Linked DNA regions of Mus musculus: region 1 is linked to region 2. Evidence: chromatin contacts called from public capture Hi-C data. All regions are on one chromosome and are shown on one strand. The core of a region is the stretch at or near the end of the contact, and the rest is flanking DNA. Distances in the headings are between cores, read along the strand shown. Region 1 overlaps Fermt2 (fermitin family member 2). Region 2 overlaps Styx (serine/threonine/tyrosine interaction protein).

Region 1 (5,414 bases), core at 2,535-5,034, 130 kb after region 2:
ACACACATACACAAGCATGTACATACTTATGTATGAACATGAAATTAGAAGGGGATTATATGAGAGAGAGGAAGAAGGGGCCAAAAGATATGCGAGAGAACATACGACATCATGGGGAAGGAAGAGATAAGCCTGCACTTAGCAGAATCTACGTTCATTAATCTACACATATACAGGAAATCATGATGAGCGAAGGAGGAGACGATGGGGGAGGAGAAACAAGGGTGGGGATGGGGCGGGGAATGAGTAGAGCACAATAATACATACGTAGGAAAATGTCATATGGAGCTCGAGACTTTGTACAGCTAGCAATGCAAACAAAATTAATACAGCAGATTTTAGTTACATAACTAAGAAGCAAGGGTTTTTCTTTTCGAGATAGGGTCTCCTTCACTGTGTAGCCTTGGCTGGACTGAATTCACTATGTGGACCAAGCTGGCCTTGAACCTATAGCAATCTGTCTGCCTCTGTCTCCGAGTGCTGTGATTAAAGGTATGTACCTCCATGGCTTCATTCTTATGTATTTATTATGTATTCTTATGTATTTATGTATTTAAGATGTAATATTAGCTCACCCCCATGTGTGGCTTTTGGATCTTATGCCTCATTACTAGCTGGCTATGTTCAGAAACCCGGAAGATATTTCAGGTGATTGATCTGATCTCTATTTACTTAATATAAATGAATCGTCATTATTCTCCTAGACTACTTTTCCTTTTTCATACAAATATGTGGTGTGTATGTCTGTAACCATGTATGTGTGGACATGCATGGTGTGTATATATGCATGTGGAGGTCCTATGTTGGTGCCAGGAATCTTCCTCCAGCATTTTTCTACCTTATTTACTGAAGGAGAGTTTTTACATCAAATTCAGAAATATGGCTAAGTCTCAGTAGCCAGCTTGCTCGAGATGTCTTTGCCATCCCTATCTTGTACAGGCTAGTTACCAGGCCCATTCAAAATGCAGACATGCTCTGTAGATTCAACTCTAGACCCTCTGTGGGTACAGCATGTGCTCCCCACTGCTGAGCTATCCGCAGCCCACAGAATACTTAAGGAACAAATGTAACATCTGACTGACCTTACATGGTGGCCCTCCTGACTGAGTTCGATTGGCATGAGAGCATGGATATAGAAGACTAGTGAAGCACTCCTTTGGGCCTGTGTGTGAGGGCATTTCTGTGAGGATTAACTAAGGGGGAAGTAGCTGTCTAGAAGGTGGCTGGCCCAGAGCCTGAATGGAAATCAGAAGAAACAAAGAAGAAAGTCCACTGCACAAGCATTCTCCCTGCTCCACGCCATGATGGATGGAAACTGATGTCCCAATAGACGGCTCTCCCTTTCAGCTGTTTCTCTCACATATGTCATGCTCACAGTGACTAACCTTCAACACACTTAGATGTTTATGAGCTGTGCTCTTAATTCTCAGTGCACCCTTGGATTTAAATGCGATCACTGCCACATATGGAGAAGAGAGGGACATGAGAAAATGTCATGCTGGGCTTGAGAGATGGTTCAGCAGTTGAGAACACGTACTGCTCTTGCAGAGGACCGGAGTTTAGCGCCCACATCAGGCAGCTCACAATCACCTTTAACACAGGTACAGGGGGATCTAACTCCTCTGGTCTGAGGGAACCTGTACTCATGTGCACATACCCCAAAACAGATAGAAAAATACATAACTAAACATAAAAAATCTTTTGAAAAAGGAATTTTAAGCTTACTTCATACTTTAGTACTAAGTGGGGGCCAGGTAGGTTGGTGGTGATGGCAAGCTTTCTCCCCCCATAGTTGTTTCCCCTTAGATAAACTACATTAGAATATGGGAAAAATCCAAAATATCGGAGGGCACCAAATGAGTCACAGGCGAGCTGTGACACACTTCCACCACTTCTGTGTCACTGACCAGCTGGAGAGGGGAAGGCAAGCATGTGTCATCTGAAGTCTTAAGTGTTTCTGGAATGTTTCCTAGGTTCTGAGAATTTCTGCACTGCACATTCGTACGTTGAGATTTTTGTCTCTAAGTCATTTCCTGTCCAGCTCACAGCTATAAATGTAACTAAGACAGCAACAATGAACTATGAAGTAACTTTTCAGTCTATTATAAGCAGACAAGTAATTCTTAACCAACTGGGCCAAGGCAAACTGCTTGTCCAGTCAAAATAGTAAACAATGTCAAACTGACTGATAATCTAGATGGGCTAGAAACTGTAACAATATGCCTGGAGACCTTCCCTCTCCAGTGTTCTCTGGCGCTTAGCACACGCAGGAGCTTGTTCTGATAAAAGCTCTAAACATTGAGTTTTATTCCTACTTCTTACAGAAGCTTAGGAGCTTGCCTCAATCTATCTCCTGCTTATTGACAGTCCCACCCTTGATCTGCATAAGCCGCTGGCTGCACAGGAAATCTGATGAGTTGACTTTCATTTTATTATAATGATGACAAGAAGAAAACCCAATCATTCCTGCAGGGGACTATCTTACTAAGGAAAGGACATTTAGAATTTACTGATTTATGGGCTAAAGAGATACCTCAGAGATTAAGAGCTCATACTGCTTTTGTAGAGGACCCAAGTTCGTTCCTGGCACCCATGCCAGATGGCTCACGACTGCCTGTAACTTTAGTTTCCAGGGAATCCAACACCCTCTTGTGGTCTCCATGGGTACTACGGCACTTACATGCATAAACTGGCACGCAGATACACATCTACACATTCTACTTTACATTTTTAGAATAGAAATATAACCTACTGACTTTACTTTGTGTCTTTTTTCAGGAACTGGTACATCTAAAACATCTAAGTTAAGTACAAGAGTGGGACTGGAGAACAATATAGGACTATGAGTCATGAAAATGTTAGACATAAAACATACCATCCCAGTGAATAATAGACATAATAATAACATAGCTGACATTCATGAGGCTCCATACAGAGCAATGTCCTTGCTCGTATTGCCACCATATGAAACTATATGACAGTGGCATTTAATGCTTATGAAATCAGTATTATCAAACTGACTGATAATCTAGATGGACTATATAAATATTGTACGTGTATGTGTAACACAAGTGCATATATATGTGAAATTATAGGGCCTAGAGATAGAGAAACTAAGAATGAATCTACCATGGGTGTCTGAGGAAAATAATTTTAGATTTCCTTCAAAGAAAACATTTCTTGTGAGTTTCTGATTAAGTATAAAGAGTCTACGCATCCATTGTTTTAATTTTTCCAAAATGACAAAGAAATACCTGCTGATAAAGGGGAGGGGGGCACAGCAGCATCAAGAGGTCCACGTAATGGGATACGTTTATAATACCAGCATTTGAGAAGCTGAGGCATCAGGATGTCTGCAAGTTCAAAGCCAGCCTAAGTCTAGGCCACAAAGCAGGATCTTGTTTCCAAGAAACAAAACTATGATATCAAATACAAACCAAATAGTGAGAAGAAATAAGCCAGACAGATCAGCAGGAACTGGCTGGCCAATGTGGTGAAGCATCGAGAGGAGAGACAGGCAAGGCCCACTGACTCACTGGGTCACAAGCTAGGAGCGAAGAAACAGCAAAACCAAAGCACTGTAGATGGAAGCACACTTTGCCACAGTCTCCTGCTCCATTACTGTGGTAAATCCACCCCACCTGCCTATATGATCCAGTCAACAGAAACCTTAACAGTGCAGGATAATGAGCTAATGAGCTGAAAAACTCAGTGTGGTGACTTGGCTCCCTGAGGCAGGGCAGTGGGCTAAGCCCCACCCAAACCTCCCTATTAGAAATCCAGGGTGCATCATCACAGAACTGTGAATGTCACTTAAAGAAAGGCTTCAAGGAGAGAGACTCCAGGGGCAAACCTTGCTTTACATTTCAACAATGTGGGACATTGCCGTGAAGGTTACTAAGCAGCTGATCTTAGGGAGAGAGATGGGTTATCTGGATGGGTCCAATATAATCACATCGTCCTTTATATACAAAAGAGAGGCTGAAGAAAGAGGCACAAGAGAGACGAGGCAGGAGAGAGCGGATGAACTTGAGAACTCAGAAGGTCTCAGGAACGATGGTGGGGAGCCTTGGGACCTTATTCCTACAACTACAAGGAACCAAACTGTGCCATGAAGAACTCCCTCTCAAGAGTGTTGAGGAGGGAACAAAGACCTAGGTGAGTCACGCTGCTGTGCCCAGACCTTCAGCCTAAATATAAAAATTCTGTGTTGTTTTCAGCTGCTAAACTTATGGTATTTCCTCATGGTGGCAATGAAATACTAACAGTTTCAAATATAAAAGTCAGAGATATACATACATAGCTCAGTAGTAGAGTTCATTTATGCACAAAACAAGCAATAAGGAGAAGCATGGTAGGAGTATAAAATGAAACTACTTCAATAAACACACTAATAAAGATGAGAGAAGGGCCTCTGTGAGAGATGACAGGGCATCAAAGAAGCAGAAACTAAGAGGTTTGGATATTAACAGCAGGGGAGGGGGTTCTATGCGTCGTCACTATTCTACTGAGGTACAACTGTATTCCGGTGGTCTTAAATCTATTGACCATCTGTGCAACAAACACTCTGGGGAAATACAAACAGTGAGAACTAAAGTGTGGTGCCACTCTAGTATAGAAGACAAGCAGTTATTACTAAGAGGATCAACCCAAGAACACCGCCCAACAGCACACACCAAAGGCGAATGATCAAACTCGGGAGAAGAACTAGCAAGGAAACAGTAACATGAGAATCAGGCCCTCTGGAGTCTCCAGAGTAACAGACGGAAATAAATCCCTAACCAAGGGACATTGCTATGGAATTTCAAGACAGAAGAGTAAAGATCCTACAAGCTTCCAAGGAGAAGCAGCAGTCCACAAAGAAGAGATGAAAATGAACATCAGAGCACTGACTGGAGAGATGGCTAACTGGTGAGGAGCAGTGGCTGCTCTTGAAGAGGAACCAAGCAGAGAAAATATGGCCCATAACTCTGAGTGAAGGAAAAGGGGAGGAGGCAGGAAGGGAGCAGAAATTATCCAGATGAAGCACCAGCCACTAACAACAGGAGCTACTCCATGTATAGTGTGTGTGCCTTTAAATGGAGAAATAATCGTAATGAAGAGAAAAAGGAAAGATTCAAATAAATAATAAAATCAAACTTCTGGTGATGAAAACATACTTGCTATGGTAAATACACGGGGCAGGCTAGTTAGCAGACTGGCAGAGGAATGACTAATGAACTTGAAGATGTAACAAGAGACAGTATTAAAAATAAGACACTTATGCATCACTAAAAGGAAACAGAAAGCATACGCACAGAATAACAGACATTTCTGGAATCGTGTCAACCAGAAAACAACTTAAAGACAACAATTACCTGAGGGAGAGAAAGCTCAGATTCTTCAGCTATAGTGTATTTCAAAAATAAAGGCAA
Region 2 (5,851 bases), core at 2,379-4,878:
TGGTAGGGGGAAAAGAGTCTTCCTCAAGACAAAGTTTGGATCTTTCTTTGTCTCTCTGACTGTCTTGTAACTCTTGTCTGTAGACCAGGCTATCCTTGAACTCAGAAATTCACCTGCCTCTGCTTTAGAGTGCTGCATTTAAAGGTATGAATCATCATGCCCAGTTAAAGTTTTAATTTTTTTTAAAATTTTAATTGTGAAGAACATTTTGTGTCTTAACTTTTTAGCCATGAAGGAAATGTCTGCTTATTGCAGTTTTAGAGTTGGAGGTGTTAATGGCAAGATTAAAGGTGCTACGTGGGCTTTGACTTGCGTTTGGACTAGTAGAAGGGGTTGGCTGTAGAGCTGGGTGTGGTCTCTGTAAAGGCTTCTGCCCTAGTAGTCGCTGGGTCTGCAGCTTGGGGGTTGCTGGAACCGCCTGCCTTCTCTTTCCAAGAGGCCATTATATTAAGTTTTGTAGGAGCCTGGGAAGTACTGATTTATAATACTAATTTTATAATTTAGCTAATGTTTTTTCCTAAATAAATGATATTGGATATGTTAAAGTTAGAAGTTTTTAGCAAAAATAAAAGAACAAAAACAAAAAACTAAAATATTCTATATAAAGTATAGTATAGTGATAGCACCATATTTTCTTTCTACCATGAAACTCCACAATAAAAAATCTTTTAGCTACTTTTTGCTTTACTAAGTATCAATTCAAAACAATGAATGGTTGACTCAATGTTTCACCAGACATTTTTTAAAAGATATTTTTTAAAATTATGTAGATATGTGCATGTGAGTCCGGGTGCCCTTGGGGGCCGGAGGTATCCACTCTCTGTGGAGTTGAAGTTACAGGCAGTTGGGAGCCACCTGTAAAGGGAGCCTTATATATTCTTTACCACCAAGTCATCTCTTCTCCCCTTGCTTTGCTTTTTTGAAACTGGAATCTCAGTAGCTCAGGCTGGCCTGGAACTCAGGCCTGGAACCCCCTGCCTTGACCTCCCACCTGCTAGAGCTACAGACTGAGCCACGACAGCGTTTTGTTAGCTCCCTCTCCCACATTCCAATGTGAAGGTTCAAGACAGGGACCACTGGACTTGGAGAGTCTTCCCACCGACTCACGGAGGGATTGATGGAGACGGGAAACAGGAGTGAGGAGTAGATGGACTTTTTGTTTTAACTTTCTAGATTCACTCTAAAGCGCTCTTTACTGCTTATGTTTTTTGTTTTAATTAGATAAACATTTTATACTGAAATATCAGATGTGTGTTGTAAGGCTTTAAATGTCAACGTAAGTTTATGACACAGTCCCTAGAGATATGGTGGGAGGAGGGGAGTAGGAGAAAACCCGAGTCCTGCAAGAGTTCCAGTGCTCTGGGCTGGTGGGCGTGGAATACTGCCGCACACTTTCCATAGGCCCCCGGTGGGTGTCTGGCTGTGTGAAGCCACTGACCCCAGCTCGGCAGGTGGTAGACAAGGGGCAGTCCTAGGCACCAGGTTCCCAGCCTCTGGCAACCCGCGCTGGATACCATGGAGGAGCTGAGAACAAATGGGGGCCCCGGGCGGCTTGATCAGCTCCAGGGCCAAAGGGAGGAGAGGGCACATGATGGCTAGAGTCCTTGGTCCAGTCCATAGCTAGAGCGCAGGAAGGCCGTGGGGGCGGGGGGGGGGGGGGGGCGGCGAGGGGAGTTTAGACACGGCTCATTAGGGGCAAGCCTATCCCATTGTTCAAGCACCACAGGCCTTGATGAGCAGAGACAGTCTGGTTTTAGAGCTTTATTGTAGAAAGGTAGGGAGAAAGAGAAGGTAGAAAGAGAGAGAGACCGGCCATGGCCACGTTGGGGGGGGGGGGGGCTAGAGAGTAAGAAAGGTGAGAGCTTAAAGAGAGGGAGGATGGGCCACTTTGTCGACCAGGCTGGCCTCGAACTCAGAAATTCACCTGCCTCTGCCACAGCTCCAGCTGAGTGCTGGGATTAAAGGCATCCGGAGCAAGCCTCATTCAACCAAAATAGGCAGCCTATCACAGCCCCACATCTCCTTTCCTTTTTTCTTTTTTCTTTTTTTTTTAAAGGGAGGGGTCACTGAGTGACTGTGTCATTCATGGTAAAAATTTAGGGTAGGGTGGAAGTATTAGAAGAAAACCTAGAGGAGTAGCACAACTAAGCCAGAGCAGTAAGGAGGATGACAGGTAAGGATTGGGAAGGCAAGAGATTATCAGTCAATTGTTTCATGGGTAGGACAATTTGAGTGTAATAACATCAGTTTTGAACAGCAATTAATTAATCTAGATAGACTTGATTTTGTTTGTTTGTTTTGCTATCATGTAACTTCCCCCAAGTTCTGCAGGCGTTTGGCTTCGGCTGGAGGATCTTAAAACTGTCTTCTGAGGGCTTCAGCACATGATTCGGGAGTCTTCAGTCAGATAAGGTTTTGGGAGAAAGGCAGCTTTGTTGTCTGTAGGTCTCAGAAGATGGCGCTGTCTCAGCTGGAGCTGTGGCAGCAGGTACCATGTGGACATAGACCTGTAGAGTAATTGTAACAGAGGAGCAGAACCCCAGCAGGGGATGTCTGCGTAGGGTGGATAGCAAACACTATGCCTGCAATTGTTTGTTTGGGAGCACATCATGGTCCCTTGTTAGGATCCTAGAAAACTGAGGGTGTTTGAGGGATTTAGTCCTGGAAGGCAGGCATCCTTCAAGTCTGCTTTGGATGGCTGAGGAAGAAAATATGTTAATTGTGTATCTGGGGTACACAGTAACAGATTGTCAAAGGAAACTGTTAATTAAGGGTTGGATGTTGGTAATCAGCCCAGTTGATTTGACCTGTGGAAGTAGATTAGATGTCTTTTGAACCTTAAAGGAAATCTTAAACACGTTGAAAGATTTTTTTGGACATATATCATGAATACTAGAGCGAAAATAAGCATTTAAATAAAGAAGCAAGAAAATTTTGGGTTGAAAAGCAAGATTTAGGTGTTCCTGCAGGGGGAGGGGAGCAAAGCCTCCGGTGCAGCTTTGGCGGGCTTAGCTGGATGGGGGAAGGGGCATGCCATGAGGTTGCCATGTGCTGACAGGTTTTCCCCCTTTGTTTTTTCTTGGAAAGCAGAAGGAGATGAAAATTGAAAAAAAGATTAGCATAGAGGGTTGTTTGAAAGGCTTTTTAGCCAATGTGGCTATAGCCTGTTGGCCAGTGTGAGAGCACGAATCTTGTCCTCTGGCCTGCAGAGACCTCAGAACCTCATGCCAGCTGGCAGAGGAAACAGAGCTCAGAGCAAACACTGCTGTCTGAGGAGGCAGAGTTTAGAGCAGGCACTGCCAGAGTTCCGGTGCTCTGGGCAGGCGGACACGGGAGGACTGCCGCATGCTTTCTCCATGGCCCCAGGTGGCTGGCTGGCAGTGTGAAGCCACTGATCCCAGCTCAGCGGGTAGTGGACGAGGGACAGTCCTAGACACCAGGTTCCCAGCCTCCGGCATCCCACGCTGGATACCATGGAGGAGCTGAGAACAAATGGGGGCCCCGGGCGGCTTGGTCAGCTCCCAGCTCCGAGGCCGAAGGGAGAAGAGGATGCTTGATGGTTCCCACACAGGCTAGAGTCCTTGGTAGTCCTTGGTCGAGTCTGTGGTTGAAGCATAGGAAGGCCTTCTGGCGGGAGGTTAGACGAGGCTAGTTAGGGGCAAGCCTATCCCATTGTTCAAGCACCACAGGCCTTGATGAGCAGAGACAGTCTATGGTTTTAGAGCTTTATTGTAGAAAGGCTGGGAGAGAGAAGATAGAGAGACCAGCCATGGGGGGTTGGGGGGGGAGAAGAAGGGCTAGAGAGTAAGAAAGGTGAGAGCTTAAAGCGAGGGAGGATGGGCCAAGCAGCTCCTTTTATAGTGGGCTGGACTATCAGGTAACTGTGGGAAGGAGCATACCTAGCTATAGTCAGGTAACTGAATAGGTGGAGTCTATTCAGAATGCCAGAAGCTTGGGACATTGTCTGTGTGACTGGTAGTCACAGAATTATGGAGTTGGGGGCTGTGTGGTGTCAGGCACGTGACTCGCTTTTCCGTCCCTTTTAGAGGTTTTTTTTTTTTTTTTTTTTTTTTTTTTTGGTTTTTTGAGACAGGGTTTCTCTGTGTAGCCCTGGCTGTCCTGGAACTCACTTTGTAGACAGGCTGGCCTTGAACTCAGAAATCCGCCTGCTTCTGCCTCCCAAGTGCTGGGATTAAAGGCATGCGCTACCACTGCCCGGCATAAAACCTTTTTAAAAAAATAACTATGACACCTTAGTAGTAGCACACAATCCCAACGCTGGGGAGGCAAAGTTCTAGACAGCTAGAGCTACATAGAAAAAGAAAAGAAAAAGAAAAAATGAATTTTTTTAAAGGGGTGTGAAGTATGAGAGGTGGAAGTAGAGTCTCTGTCCTGGAGGAATATGGGGAAACAATGGAAGATATAATCAAAATATACTGTACGCATCTATTGAAATTCTCAAAATAACAAATAATTATGTTAAAATAGATACAAATTTTTCATAGTAAAAATATACAGGGAAATGGAGCTCATAGAATAAAGAGTAGCTTAAAAACTCAAACTGTTAGCTGGGTGGTGGTGGTGGTGCATGCTTTTAATCCTAGTACTTTGGAGGCAGAGGCAGAGGCAGGTAGACTCTAGAGTTTGAGGTTAGCCTGGTCTACAAATCAAGTTCCAAAGCAGTTAGAGCTACACAGAAAACTATCATGAAAAAAACAAAGTCAAAATTTTAATACACAGATATCACATGATAGATGAGTTGCTTACATGAAAGATAAATGCAATGGAAATGTAGTTAAGAATGATAGCTTATTATAAACAAAGAGATGAAATGTTATTTTTATTTTAAAACTTTAAGTTTTTGTCTGGAGATTTATCTAAGAGTATAATCACCATAAACTTTGTTTTCAGATATTTAGTTTTGGATATTGCTGATAATCCAGTTGAAAACATAATACGTTTTTTCCCTATGGTAAGTATCGGTATTTTTATATCACTTAAAAATTTATGATTTGGACCTAATAATTTAGATTGTAGAACTATTTATGCTGCTTTATCACTGAAAAAAAAATGTAGGCTTTACTTTATAATGAAAGTGAAATATTGCCTGGCAGTGGTAGTGCATGCCTTTAATCCCAGTATTTGGGAGGCAGAGGCAGGTGGATTTCTGAGTTCGAGGCCATCCTGGTCTGCAGAGTGAGTTCCAGGACAGCCAAGGGCTACACAGAGAAACCCTGTCTCGAAAAATAAAACAAGAAAGGAAGGAAGGAAGGAAAGGAAGGAAGGAAAGGAAGGGAGGGAGGGAGGGAGGGAGGGAGGGAGGGAGGGAGGGAGGGGGAGAGAGAGAGAGAGAGAGAGAGAGAGAGAGAGAGAGAGAGAGAGAGAGAGAGAGAGAGAGAGAAAGAAGGTCTTTAAAAAAAAACCTTTAAAAGTTGTATCACTGAAGGTTTGTTATTGTTGTTAATACTTATGTGCGTTGCCTGAATGTGTGCATGTGTGTCACATGGGTACAAGAGCCCATAGAAATCAATAGTGTTGGGTCCTCTAGAACTGTAGGTAGGGATGGTTAGGAGCCATCATAGGAGTTCTAGGAACCTCCCCTGGCCTTCTGCACAGGCAGTGGACAAGTGCTTTTCACCACTGAGCCATCTCACCAGTCTCTTCATCAAGGTTTTTTTTTTTTTTTTAATTGTATTACATGTTTTGTGTTTGTGCTCATGCATGTACACACACTTTGTGTGCCATGGTGTCACTATGAAGATGAGAGGACAGCTTTTGGAGTCTGTTCTTTCTACCATGTGTTCCAGGATAGAACTTGGGTCATCAGACTTGTTGATTAGGTGCCTTTACC

The links. Capture Hi-C pulls out chosen DNA fragments and counts their contacts.
Region 1: a contact with region 2 is called in a capture Hi-C map of embryonic stem cells, with 2.5 times the contacts expected there. The contact joins two enhancer-like sites. A contact is called at or near these places in 1 of 484 Hi-C or Micro-C datasets (nephron progenitors) and 2 of 9 other capture datasets (adipose tissue and embryonic stem cells).

What each region holds. Positions count from the first base shown.
Region 1 is chr14:45,490,242-45,495,655 of GRCm38.p6, forward strand. The region is part of intron 3 of Fermt2 (fermitin family member 2); the gene reads right to left. Among named protein-coding and RNA genes, the nearest start is that of Fermt2, 37 kb to the right of the region's middle. Within about 2 kb of position 3,785, at least 9 of the 459 cell types and tissues checked have an H3K27ac peak or open chromatin away from gene starts, as enhancers often do. A contact at or near this core is called in embryonic stem cells, where this site is marked.
Region 2 is chr14:45,361,688-45,367,538 of GRCm38.p6, forward strand. It overlaps Styx (serine/threonine/tyrosine interaction protein), which reads left to right. Exons shown (of 11, transcript NM_019637.3): 5 at 4,912-4,972. Among named protein-coding and RNA genes, the nearest start is that of Styx, 13 kb to the left of the region's middle. Within about 2 kb of position 3,629, at least 46 of the 459 cell types and tissues checked have an H3K27ac peak or open chromatin away from gene starts, as enhancers often do. A contact at or near this core is called in embryonic stem cells, where this site is marked.